Regions from separate parts of the Sus scrofa genome. Here region 2 is linked to region 1. Evidence: chromatin contacts called from public Hi-C data. All regions are on one chromosome and are shown on one strand. Each heading gives the region's core, a stretch centred on a gene start, on an enhancer-like site or on the middle of the called end of the contact. The rest is flanking DNA. Distances are from core to core; before and after follow the strand shown. Region 1 has its middle 19 kb from the start of GALR1. Region 2 overlaps LOC106509046 (a long non-coding RNA gene).

Region 1 (5,756 bases), core at 1,729-4,228:
CCTCTGCTTCTGGCTGGCTGGTTGGACTCAGCTCTTTGTCCCTCTGCCTAAGTATGTCACACTCTTTGGAGGATCTCTTCCTTGTTTGCCAGGATTTGTCTTACTCGAGTTCTTGGTACATTTTGGGGGTGGGGTATGGGAGAGAAACCAGGAGCAAAGGTACCCCAGTCTCAAGTTTAATTTAGGTCAAAGACAAGGAGGTGATTCTTTTTTCCCCTTGTCCTTAAAAGAGAAAGCCTATGGCCTCCTTTCTCTCCTACCCATGACCCACCTTCCAAAGAGTCAGTGATCTGCCTTCAAGTTATTTTCAATTTCGCCTTTCAAACTAATGGGGGATTTAGTAATATTAAGGCAATAGAAAATCAGACTGAATTTTCAAATCCTTAAAAAGGAGTTGTTTCCATTGTCTATCTAAAGTATCATAAAAATAAGCACAGTCACTGTGGAGAAAAGTCCACAAGCTTAAAGGTGAGAATGAATGTTCCTGACCTCGGCAAGACTCACTCTCCTGTTGGTCTGGGTCCCAGGTGCTTTGCTGCCAGCCACTCTTATATGCTTCTGACATCTCCTGGGATTATGCAATATGCACGTCTTGTGTCTGGCTCCTTTTACTTAGGATGATGTTTTCAAGGATCTTCAGTTTTGTTTTAAATACTATCTACTATCCCACTGTATAGGCAGACCACATTTTTTGTCTATTATGAATACTACTGTTAGAAACATTCAATTACAAGTTTTCCTGTGAATGTATGCTTTTCTTTTAATTGGGTATATACCTAGGAGTGGAATTATTGCATCACATGGAAACTTGATGTTTAACCATTTGAGGGGAGCTGCCCAAAGCAGCTGCAACATCTTACTTTGTCACCAGTGATGTAAGAGGATTCAGATTCGTCCACATCCTCGCTGATATGTTGCTATATGTCCTCTTGATTTTTGGTTTGTTTGTTTGTTTTTGTCTTTTTAGGGCTGCACCTGTGGCACATGGAGGTTCCCAGGCTAGGGGTGGAATTGGAGCTGTAGCTGCCGGCCTACATCATAGCCACAGCAATGCCAGATCTGAACTGTCTGTGACCTACACCACAGCTCGCCAAAACACCGGATCCTTAACCCACGGAGCGAGGCCAGGAATTGGACCCACAACATCATGGTTCCTAGTCTGATTCGTTCCACTGCGCCACGGCGGGAACTCCCCCATGTGTCTTTTTGATTTTAACCATCCTAGTGGGTGTTACTTTGTACCCTGTGGTTTTGATTTGCTGTCTCGGTTGACAAGTGATATAGAGCCTCTTTTCATGTGTTTATTGGCCGTTTGTACATCTTCTTCGGAGAAACACCTGCCCACATCATTTCCAATATGAAGGATTTTAATTTCTTTTTCTTGCCAAGTTGCCCTCTAGTACAATGTTGAATAGCAGTGGTGAGAGTTGCATTCTTACCTTTTTCAATTCTTACAGAGAAGGCTGTCAGTCTGTCGGTATTACCCATGATGTTAGCAGTGGGTTTTTCCTGAGTGTTCATTATCAGTTTGAGGAAATTTTTTTTTTAAAAGAATATTTTATTTTATTTTATTTTGTCTTTTTGCCATTTCTTGGGCCGCTCCCGTGGCATATGGAGATTCCCAGGCTAGGGGTTGAATCGGAGCTGTAGCCACCAGCCTACGCCAGAGCCACAGCAACGCGGGATCCGAGCCGCGTCTGCAACCTACACCACAGCTCACGGCAACGCTCGATCTTTAACCCACTGAGCAAGGGCAGGGACCGAACCCGCAACCTCATGGATCCTAGTCAGATTCATTAACCACTGCGCCACGACGGGAACTCCAGGAAATTCTTTTATTCCTAGTTTGTTGAGTGTATTTTCAGTCATTAAAGAGGGTTTAATTTTGACAAATGCTTTTTCTGCCCACTTTGCTGTTTGTGCGTGACCTCCACAACAGATGCACAGTGACCAATCACCAACAGGGACTGAAAGAAGCAATGTGATTGGTCGCTGACCACAAGGCACATCTTATTTATGCAGTGATTTGTGGACTGAAGAGCATTAGTGATATTTGCCCTTCATACAGTTACTCACATTTCATTGTTCGCAGTAACTGAAATTTGAATTGGGTTTTAGTTTCGATGGTTAATTTTATGTGTCAGGTTGGCTAGGTCATGGTACCCAGGTATTGGTCAGAGGCCAATCTATATGTTATTGTGATGGTATTTTTTAAGTTGAGATTAACAGTTACATCATTGGAGTTTTGAGTAAAGCAGATTGCATTCCACAGTGAGGGTGGGCCTCGTCCAATGAGCTGAAAGTTCAAGAGGAAAAGCCGAGGCTCCAGGAGAAGGGATTCTGCCTCCGGCTATCTTCAGACTTGCCTGCAATGTCTGCTTTTCCCTGATTCTCCAGCTTGCCAGCCTGCCCTGCAGAGTTTAGAATTGTCAGCTCCTAGATTATATGAGCCAGTGCCTAAAATAAAACACATGTCTCTTTTCCTCTCTCTCCATTCTTCTACCTCTACATCTACACACACACACACACACACACACACACACACACACACACATGCACGCACAAATATAAGCATACACATGTGCCCACATCCTCCTGACTCTGTTTCTCTAAAGGGCCCTGGTTAATACACGGGGGGCGCTGATGTGTAAAGTGTGGTGCCTGACACTTGCGCATAGCAGACCATATAAAGCAATGACTTCCTGTGTCATCTTTGATTTGTTCTTCCAAACTGGGAGAAATGTTCAGAGGCTTCCACTTAGCCTTCCCACTCTGATGGCACCAACCTCACCGACAAAGGCACTGATGGAGGCCTCGGCCCTCTGAGGGGGGACTCAGGGGACACCCCACGTCCCAGCTGTGTACGGGATGCTGGGCGTGGACGGCAGGGGCGTCACCATAAATGGCAGTGGTGCAGACGGCTGTAGATGCAGAACCTGGTTCTCTGGCTGTACTGGAGAGGAGGGGATCTGGACGCGGCAGAGCCAGGGGTGTGCGTGTTCACTGGAGGCCAAGGGAGAGCGATGATCTCGGTGAGGAGCACGGCTTGGAGTCTTATTAAGCCGCAGGGAGTCATCAGCTACTTGGTGCCAAGATTGTGCTGAGAGCAACATAGTCAAATAAGTACTACTTCTTTCCAAAGTAAACTTCTCAGTTAAGTATTTTTTATATTATTTTAACTATTCAGATAAATACTTTTGACAGATAAAGGTTTTTCGGGGATTGACGCTGGCTTTTGGTTTTTAGAAACATCCCCGCCATCAGTAACCACCCGGTTCAGTACGTTGTTTGCACTTCTCTAGAAATTTCTTTGGAACGAACTCAAGGGGGCGCTATAGAACCACTATCGAAAAAGAGCCGGCGGATGGTCTGTCTGTTTTTGTGTGTCATAGAGGCATATTTCAGAAAAATCAGAATTATCCTCTGCTGGCTTTGTCGTGGCAACTACAGATTCAGGGCGTTTTATCAGCTGGGATTGGTGAGTTGTTTGTCAGAGCAGGCAATGAATAGCAATTGATTATATTGGTACCTAGAATAATATTTGAAACTTACAGAATAATTGAACATTTCTTTTTTTATCATTAAAACATTACAAAATATCCACTCAGTTAATAAAATCACACAGTATACGGTTATTTAGTAAAATGTGGAGGATCCCATTGTGCTTTCCCCAGAGGATGGCCTGGGTCCTTCCATATTCACGTACAGACGTGGCTGTAAACATGTAGAAATATTTATGTTCATATATGAGATTTTTTTAAAAACGTGACCAGGCTATACATACTGTCTTGTAAATAGATTTTTTTTTTACTAAGTATATTTCTTGCTGCATTCTCTGTTAGCACAGACTTGGATATGTCATCTTAGTATTTTTCAGTACGCCTTTCCAGTGGGCAGATGGAAGGCCATAGAAGGCATGTATCATAATTACTTTTTCCAGCATAATTTGGTTAGGCATTTAGATAATCTCCAATTTTCTTACTGTTACAAAGTACAGCAGTGAGCATCCTTTCCTATGAAGTCGTTGACCTTTAGTTATTTCTGTAGGAATGACTCCTGAAAGAGGGACAGCCCACTTTGAATCATTGCCCTCACTGAGATCACTCATGAGGCTTATTTCAGAAAAAGGCATGGCCTTTCTTACAATTTACTCTTCCAGCTGAAGTTTAGAACCGTTTTTGTCAAGCTCCCCCATCACTCACCTACAACTCCAAAGACGTTTCGATTGAACGTGCACTGAAATTACAGATTAATTTGGCGGGGGGGGGATTACTAAAGAGGGCTGTCACCATTGTTGTCTGTTGTCTTTTTACACCTGCGTCTAGATACTTGGCATATACAAAGAAATGAGTTCATAAGAAAGCTATGCTTTCTTGTTAATCTTATGTTGAACTACTTTATTTTTTTTATTGAAGTAGAGTTGATTTACAATATTGTATTTGTTTCAGGTTTACAACATAGTGGTTCAACATTTTTATAGATTATATTCCATTTAAAGTTCTTACAAAATAACACCTCTATTTCCCTGTGCCATACAAAGGTATCCTTGTGCTTATTAATGGTTTATACCATCAATGCAGGCCCCTTTTTTTTTGTTGTTTGTTTGTTTGTTTTTTTTTTGTTTTTAGGGCCACACCTGCAGCATATATATGGAATATGGAGGTTCCCAGGCTAGGGGTCCAATCAGAGCTACAGCTGCCAGCATACACCACAGCCACAGCCACACAGGATCCGAGCCACATCTGTAGCCTACACCATAGCTCGTGGCAACACTGGATCCTTAACCCACTGAGCAAGGCCAGGGATCAAACCCACAACCTCATAGTTCCTAGTTGGATTCGTTTCTGCTGCGCCATGATGGGAACTCCACCAGGCCCTTTCTTGGTTGCCTGTGGTCAGCCTTTTTTTCTCTGTGGAAATTGCCATTTTCTCCTTCTATCACAAAATTCTCAGGATGTGTCTAAAGATAAGTGGGTGGGGGGATGTGTTGGGGTTGTGGGATAGAAATCCTATAAAATTGGATTGTGATGATCATCGTACAACTATAAATGTAGTAAATTCATTGAGTAATAAAATAAATAAATAAATAAATAAATACAATAAAATTTCATCTTACTTGAAAAGGGGACCTTTTCAAGATGAAGAATTTTTCTCTTTCAGATATTCTGGACAGGCCCTTTCCATGATTTCTTGGCAATTTCTTTGCCCCCATTCCCTCTTTTGAGGTCGCCTAGAGCCTGACACTGGAGCCCAGGGAGCCTACTTTCTCTTTTCCCTTTCCCTCTCCTCCTTAGTTTTTCATTTCCTCTTTCACTCTGAAATCCCTCCTGGCTCTATTTTGCAGCCCCACTGTATTTTACAGAGTTATCAGTGTATTTTAATGTCTAAAAGCCCTTTTCTTCTCTGATTGTTCCATCCAACTCATTTTGTGAATGTAACATCTTCTTGAATCTCTTTGTAATTATTTTTTTCCCATTCCCTGAGTTATCTCCGTTTTCCCTGTGTCAGTGTCGACTGATCCTTCTTTCCCAGGTCACCGCTTTTTATTCACACGTCTTTGGTGACCATTCACGCTGGATTGATTTTCAAGACTGTGTGAATCATACCGCAGGGGACAGCCGGTGTCTCAATCTCACTACACATTTCCTCCTCCAACAAGTGGAGACGTGCACGCGCAGGCAGCGGCTGTGTCAGGTGCCTGGTCTCCCTCCCTGAGTATGGACACCCCGCTTCTGGGTTCATCCCCACAGCTGCCA
Region 2 (5,550 bases), core at 1,797-4,296, 320 kb before region 1:
GTTATGTTACTTCAGAGAGAGATGTTAATTGTTAATATACAAATGTAAAACCAAGCAACACCAGTCCTTCTGGGGTGAGTTCAGTGGTGGCAGGAGAGCAAATGCCTTTAGCTGTGCCATCAGAGAAAGGAGATCCCCAGCTGAGACTGGAGAAGGAGGGTCATGGGTGTAGAACTGAGACCTTCCTAGGGCTTCCAGCTGTTCCCCTCTGCGGGCCCCTCCTCACCCGCAGCTGATGGACTCCCCGGACTCCCTGTGGACCAGGAGATGGCAGGTGCTCTCCCCCACCCAAAGCTCAGCCTGGGGCCCGCAGCACACCCACCTCCACCCCAGCCAGACGCCCAAGGCAATCAGTTGAAATTGTTTCTCTTGAGAATTGTCAGGACATTGGTCAGTCATTCTCTAGCATCTAACTTTGCTTTTGACAAGTTCGATGTCATTCTGAGCTCTGAACTTTTTAAAAGTCACTGGTGTTTTTTTCCACCTTCTCTTTCTTCTGGGGAAATCCTGGGCCCTGTCTTTATCACCACCGAGGACACCGATTAAAGAAATAGGCCTTGAAACTTTCTTCAGCTCCCTACACTGTCTTTTCTCTCCTCAGGGTTCTTTTTTCTCTCTGTTTTGTTTCTGCCTTTCATGCTGGAATATTTCCCAAAACATCTGGCTGTCTCTGGTTGTCCATGTTTAACAAGAGGACATGATCAGAAGAGGGTAGGTTAGGAGTTCCTACCCTCATGGCTCAGTGGTTAACAAACTCAACTGGTATCCATGAGGATGCAGGTTCGATCCCTGGCCTTGCTCAGTGGGTTAAGGATCCAGTGTTGCCGTGAGTTGTGGTGCAGGTTGCAGAAGCGACTTGGATCCCACGTTGCTGTGGCTGTGGTGTAGGCTGGCAGCTACAGCTCTGATTTGACCCCTAGTCTAGGAACTTTTATGTGCCACAGGTGCTACCTTAAAAAGACAAGAGAGGAATTCCCGTCGTGGCGCAGTGGTTAACGAATCCGACTAGGAACCATGAGGTTGCGGGTTCGGTCCCTGCCCTGGCTCAGTGGGTTAACGATCCAGCGCTGCCATGAGCTGTGATGCAGGTTGCAGACGAGGCTCGGATCCCGCTTTGCTGTGGCTCTGGTGTAGGCCAGTGGCTACAGCTCCGAATGGACCCCTAGCCTGGGAACCTCCATATGCCGCGGGAGCGGCCCAAAGAAATAGCAAAAAAAAAAAGACAAGAGACAAAAAGAAAAAGAAAGGAAGAAAGAAAGGAAGGAAGGAAGGAAGAAGGAAAGAAGGAAAGAAAGAAAGAAAAAGAAAGAAAGAAAGAAAGAAAGAAAGAAAGAAAGAAAGAAAGAAAGAAAGAAAGAAAGAAAGGGAAAGAAAAGAAAGAAAGAAAAGAAAGAAAGGAAGAAAAAGAAGAAGAGGGAGAGTTAAAGCTGGTGGAAGTTCTGTGGCTGACGTGTGGTGCCCCCTCTAGGGCAGGAGCGGGCAACATGTCCTTTGAAGGCTGGGGTAACATGTATGTTAAGCCCTGTGAGTCTGTGCTGCAACTACTGCACCCCCATTACACCGCTACAGTGCCTGTCCCCTCCATAGCGGACATGAACATAAAAGAGTGTGGCTGTGTTCCAGTAAAACTTTATTCACAAGAGCGGGCAGCAGGCCAGCTCCTGGCAGAGGGCCTTGTCCGTGCCCTTGGTGGTGCCAGAGACTGAGCTCGGAGTTGGGTTCTGCAGAGAAGAGCCCACAGGTCTTCCGTGAGGGGTGGGATGGGGAAGAATTGGGTGAGGAGTTGTTGGTCCACAAGTTGAACGAGCAGGACTGGGGGTTCCTGTGAACCAGCCTGTTTTCAGGGTTAGCCTTTGACATCCTTGCCGAGGTAGACACTAAGGATTTCACACGCCAAGGGCTTCCTGTCAGCTTCCCATTCAGCAGCCGATGTTGAAATTTTTTCCACTTATCAAGACAAGGACCTTCATTCACTTACTTTCCATCTCCCAGCTGTATCATCACTTTATTGTTTCTGTTTGCTTTGTTCTCATGAGTTTATAACTTTTTCCCCTTTATGGTCATTTTGGTAGGACTTGAGGAGGAGGCTGCCAAAGCATCATGTGTTTTGCATGTTGACAGAGGCCCTGGGGAGAATGGGGTTGGGGGAGGAGACATTTCAAAAGAAAAGAAAACAAAATGGGAAAGAAAAGAGGGCAGAGGCCAGGAAGGAAAACATTTGCTTTTGGTTTTCCCCCCCTAAACAGAGAAATGAAACATTGAAGCCTCTCTTAAGTTAACCTTCATTCTCCTTCCATTTTTTGAAAAAAGTAAGAAATAAGATAATAAACAGCATTGAGAAATATATTTTGCATTACAGATGGGGGCTGACATATACAGAGAGGTTTCTCTAACTCACTCTCTCCATGTTTGCGCTCAGAGAAAGCCAAAAAACTTGAACCACACGCAACATGTGACCTGCGGAGACCATTGCTTCTGACAGTAGTTCTGTTTCTGACAATATCGCAGTCTCCTTTTTTTTTTTTTCCCCTTCTTCCCCGTGAAATGCTCCAGCAGGAATCGCGCTGAGATGGGATGCAAAGTAAGCCTGGCTTGCGAATGACATAAGCGTGGGTCACTGCAATCATCTGCAAGGTGGCCTTATTATTCCGGCTGTTCCGAGGGAACACAGTGGTTTCCTCTGAAAGGTTCCCAAATCAGGATTTAATGTCATGATGACTAATTTTATACAGTTAAAATGCCATGGGGGCTCTTTCAGAGTTCAATAATTGAGTTTCAAAGTTCTGCTCTTTAGAGAAAGAAGAAAAAATACTCACGTTCTAGAAACCAAAGCGCAGCATCACATCACCCCCCACGTCTTCCTTTCACCCGTCACACATGTGCATACACACACATACACACACGCAGGCTTGTACAAAGTTCTGCTACCTGACGTGTCGGCAAACAAACTTAAGGTGTCAGTGTGTCTGAAACTGGCTGTGGAGGAAAACTGCAGCCGGGAGCTGGAAACCCAACTTCCTGAGGTGAGGTGATGAGGGTGGAGGAGGTGGGCAGCCCGGTGGGAGCTGCCTGCTGTGTCCTCCTGGCTCCTGGTGCCATGCCTGATCAGGGTCCCTCATTGTCAGGGGTGTCAGCAGGCTGTTTTCGGGGCGGGAGATGGGGGAGGGTGAAGGCAGGGACAAGCTCATTCAGGCTTCAAGCCCAAACCCACCCGCTTGTTATCAGATGTGATCACTGAAAACGAGCTCCGCAGCTTGCTTGAGGTCACCCTAGAAAGCAGTGGAGCAAGGCCCCAAGCCCAGCAGGGTGGCTTTTGGCCCCCAGAGGACCCTAGTGACAGCCCCAGGCGGAAAGGCAGGGGACCACCATGCTTGACTTCCTCTAGGGCAGACGAAGGAGGATGCAGGACTGCAGAGGATCCCAAGTGGGGCACCTGATGGCCCCGCAACGTGGAGGCCCCCAGGGACGCAGCCTGCTCACAGGCCCTCCGTCTGTGCAGCTAAGCAGCGGCATCTTTGTTGACACACACATTGCGGATCTGTGGCCCCACCTGCACGGTGGGAGGCTGGGCTGGATCACCTCTGAGATCCCTGTTGGCTTAAGCTTCTGTAACTCACATGCTTATCATCTTTGGACTTTGTTGTGATCTATTGCTCTTTTAAATTATTTTCTATGAAAAACGATACAGACTTTGGGGAGTTCCTGTCATGGCTCAGCAGTAAGGAACCCAACTAGTTTCCACGGGGATTGTGGGTTTGATCCCTGGCCTCTCTCAGTGGGTTAAGGATCTGGTGTTGCCATGAGCTGTGGTGTAGATCACAGACACAGCTCAGATCCTGCGTTGCTGTAGCTTTGGTGTAGGCTGGCAGCTATAGCTCCAATTCAGTCCCTAGCCTGAGAACTTCCATATGCCACAGGCACAGCCCTAAAAAAGAAAAAAAAAGAAGAAAAAAAAAAAAAAAAAGAAAAGAACACAGGCTTTTTTAAAGAGAGAAAATGCAGTCAGATCTCAGGTTATAGAAGTTACAGAAAGTTTTCTACCTGGGCTTCGTTAATATACCAAATAGTCAAATATTAGATCCTTATCAGATATGTGACTTGCACATACTTCTCCCATTCTCTAGGTTGGTTTCTCATTTCCTTGGTATTGTCCTTTGATGCACAAATGTTTTAATTTTGGCTGGGTCCAGTTTATATGTTGTTTTCTTTTGTTGCTGATGCTTTTGGTTTCATAGCTAAGAATCTGTTGGGATTCTGACAGGGACCGCATTGAATATCCCGTCACTCTAGTGGTGTTGACATCAGAACATATCTTGACAGTTGTAAGGCTTTCAGTCCCCCTGCTTTTTGCAACACTGGTAAATCCTTTTTACTCAGATTTCAGTGCTTGCCTGTCTTCTGTTTTAACTCTTTGCATAGTCCTCACTGCCATGCAGTACTTCCCTTCCTTACTTGCATTTCCAGCTGCTTCTGCCCTGTCCTTGTCCATTAGAATGAAAGCTCCCTGATAGCTGGGCTGTGCCTGTTTGCTCGCTGCTTCATCTTGGCATCTGGAATCATGCCAGCACCTGGAAGGTCTGGAAGAAATATTCATAATGATGAATGAATGAGTGAACAAATGAAAACTGGCTGGGCAAACAGAGCAGGTTTGCCAGGGAGTGAAGCTGGAGTGTTACTCTCTCCTGTGGAAGTGACAGCAGTGGGGCCTTGAGCTCCTGACATGCAAATGCTCTGCAGACAAACTTTCTCTCCTACAGCCCTGAGCTTGCTGAATGGGTTCACCTTCAAGCATTAGCTGTAAGAAAGCAGGCAGAACTGAGATCTGTGGTTGTTAAGAATTCCTGAAAGGCACCTGATCGTTCTTGCATTTACATTTCCTTCCATTTTGTTCTAAATTGTGTTTTAGCCATCAATCTGTTGATGCTACTAAAAGCCGAATGAAGCGAAAGGTCTGTTTCTTCCTTACTCTAGAGTCCCTGTGGGAAGATGAGCTGCTTGAATCAAGAGGTTGTAACCAGAGCTCCTTGCCCTCCAGCATGGCCTCACCCGGCTGCCTGCACAGAGTCCACCTGGTCTTCCACCCATTGGCATTGGTACCAAATGCCTGTCTCCATGCTGTTCCTCCTCTCACTGATGCCTCATGGGGCAGGGACAGAGCATCCCAGACCGCCCCCTAGTCAGGTAGGTGTTGTGTCACACAGGACGTGGGCAACAACAGCACAGGCCACAGAAGGCCTGGTGATGGAGCCAGAGTGCAACTGAGACCAATGTTTCAGGGGTCTTTGAACCTGGACCAGATCTTCCCACACAGAGCAGAGGATCTCAGCTGCTCACGTGTGAGCACAAAGCAGAGGCACAAAAGGCAGAGGAGCAGGTGAGGTGCCTGTTTTGAGCTCCAGAACAGAAGCCGCCTCCAAAGTGCAGGAGTCTTACAAGAAGGAAGAAACAGGCACGTGCCCCAGACCCCTTTGGGAGCCCTGCAAACCCCCGAGAGTGATTCGGGTGGATGGCAGTTTCAGATCCTCTCTGCTCTTGTTTACTCTTGCTTGG

The links. A called contact is a pair of places that touch in the nucleus more often than the background predicts.
Region 2: a contact with region 1 is called in a Hi-C map of retroperitoneal adipose tissue, with 2.2 times the contacts expected there. The contact joins two enhancer-like sites. A contact is called at or near these places in 7 of 47 Hi-C or Micro-C datasets (embryonic fibroblasts, epiblast stem cells, fetal skeletal muscle and 4 more).

Annotation. Positions count from the first base shown.
Region 1 is chr1:147,482,628-147,488,383 of Sscrofa11.1, reverse strand. No RefSeq gene overlaps it. Among named protein-coding and RNA genes, the nearest start is that of GALR1, 19 kb to the right of the region's middle. Within about 2 kb of position 2,978, at least 3 of the 83 cell types and tissues checked have an H3K27ac peak or open chromatin away from gene starts, as enhancers often do. A contact at or near this core is called in retroperitoneal adipose tissue, where this site is marked.
Region 2 is chr1:147,807,102-147,812,651 of Sscrofa11.1, reverse strand. It overlaps LOC106509046 (a long non-coding RNA gene), which reads left to right. Exons shown (of 4, transcript XR_001306261.2): 4 at 4,972-5,550. Among named protein-coding and RNA genes, the nearest start is that of ZNF236, 28 kb to the right of the region's middle. Within about 2 kb of position 3,046, at least 13 of the 83 cell types and tissues checked have an H3K27ac peak or open chromatin away from gene starts, as enhancers often do. A contact at or near this core is called in retroperitoneal adipose tissue, where this site is marked.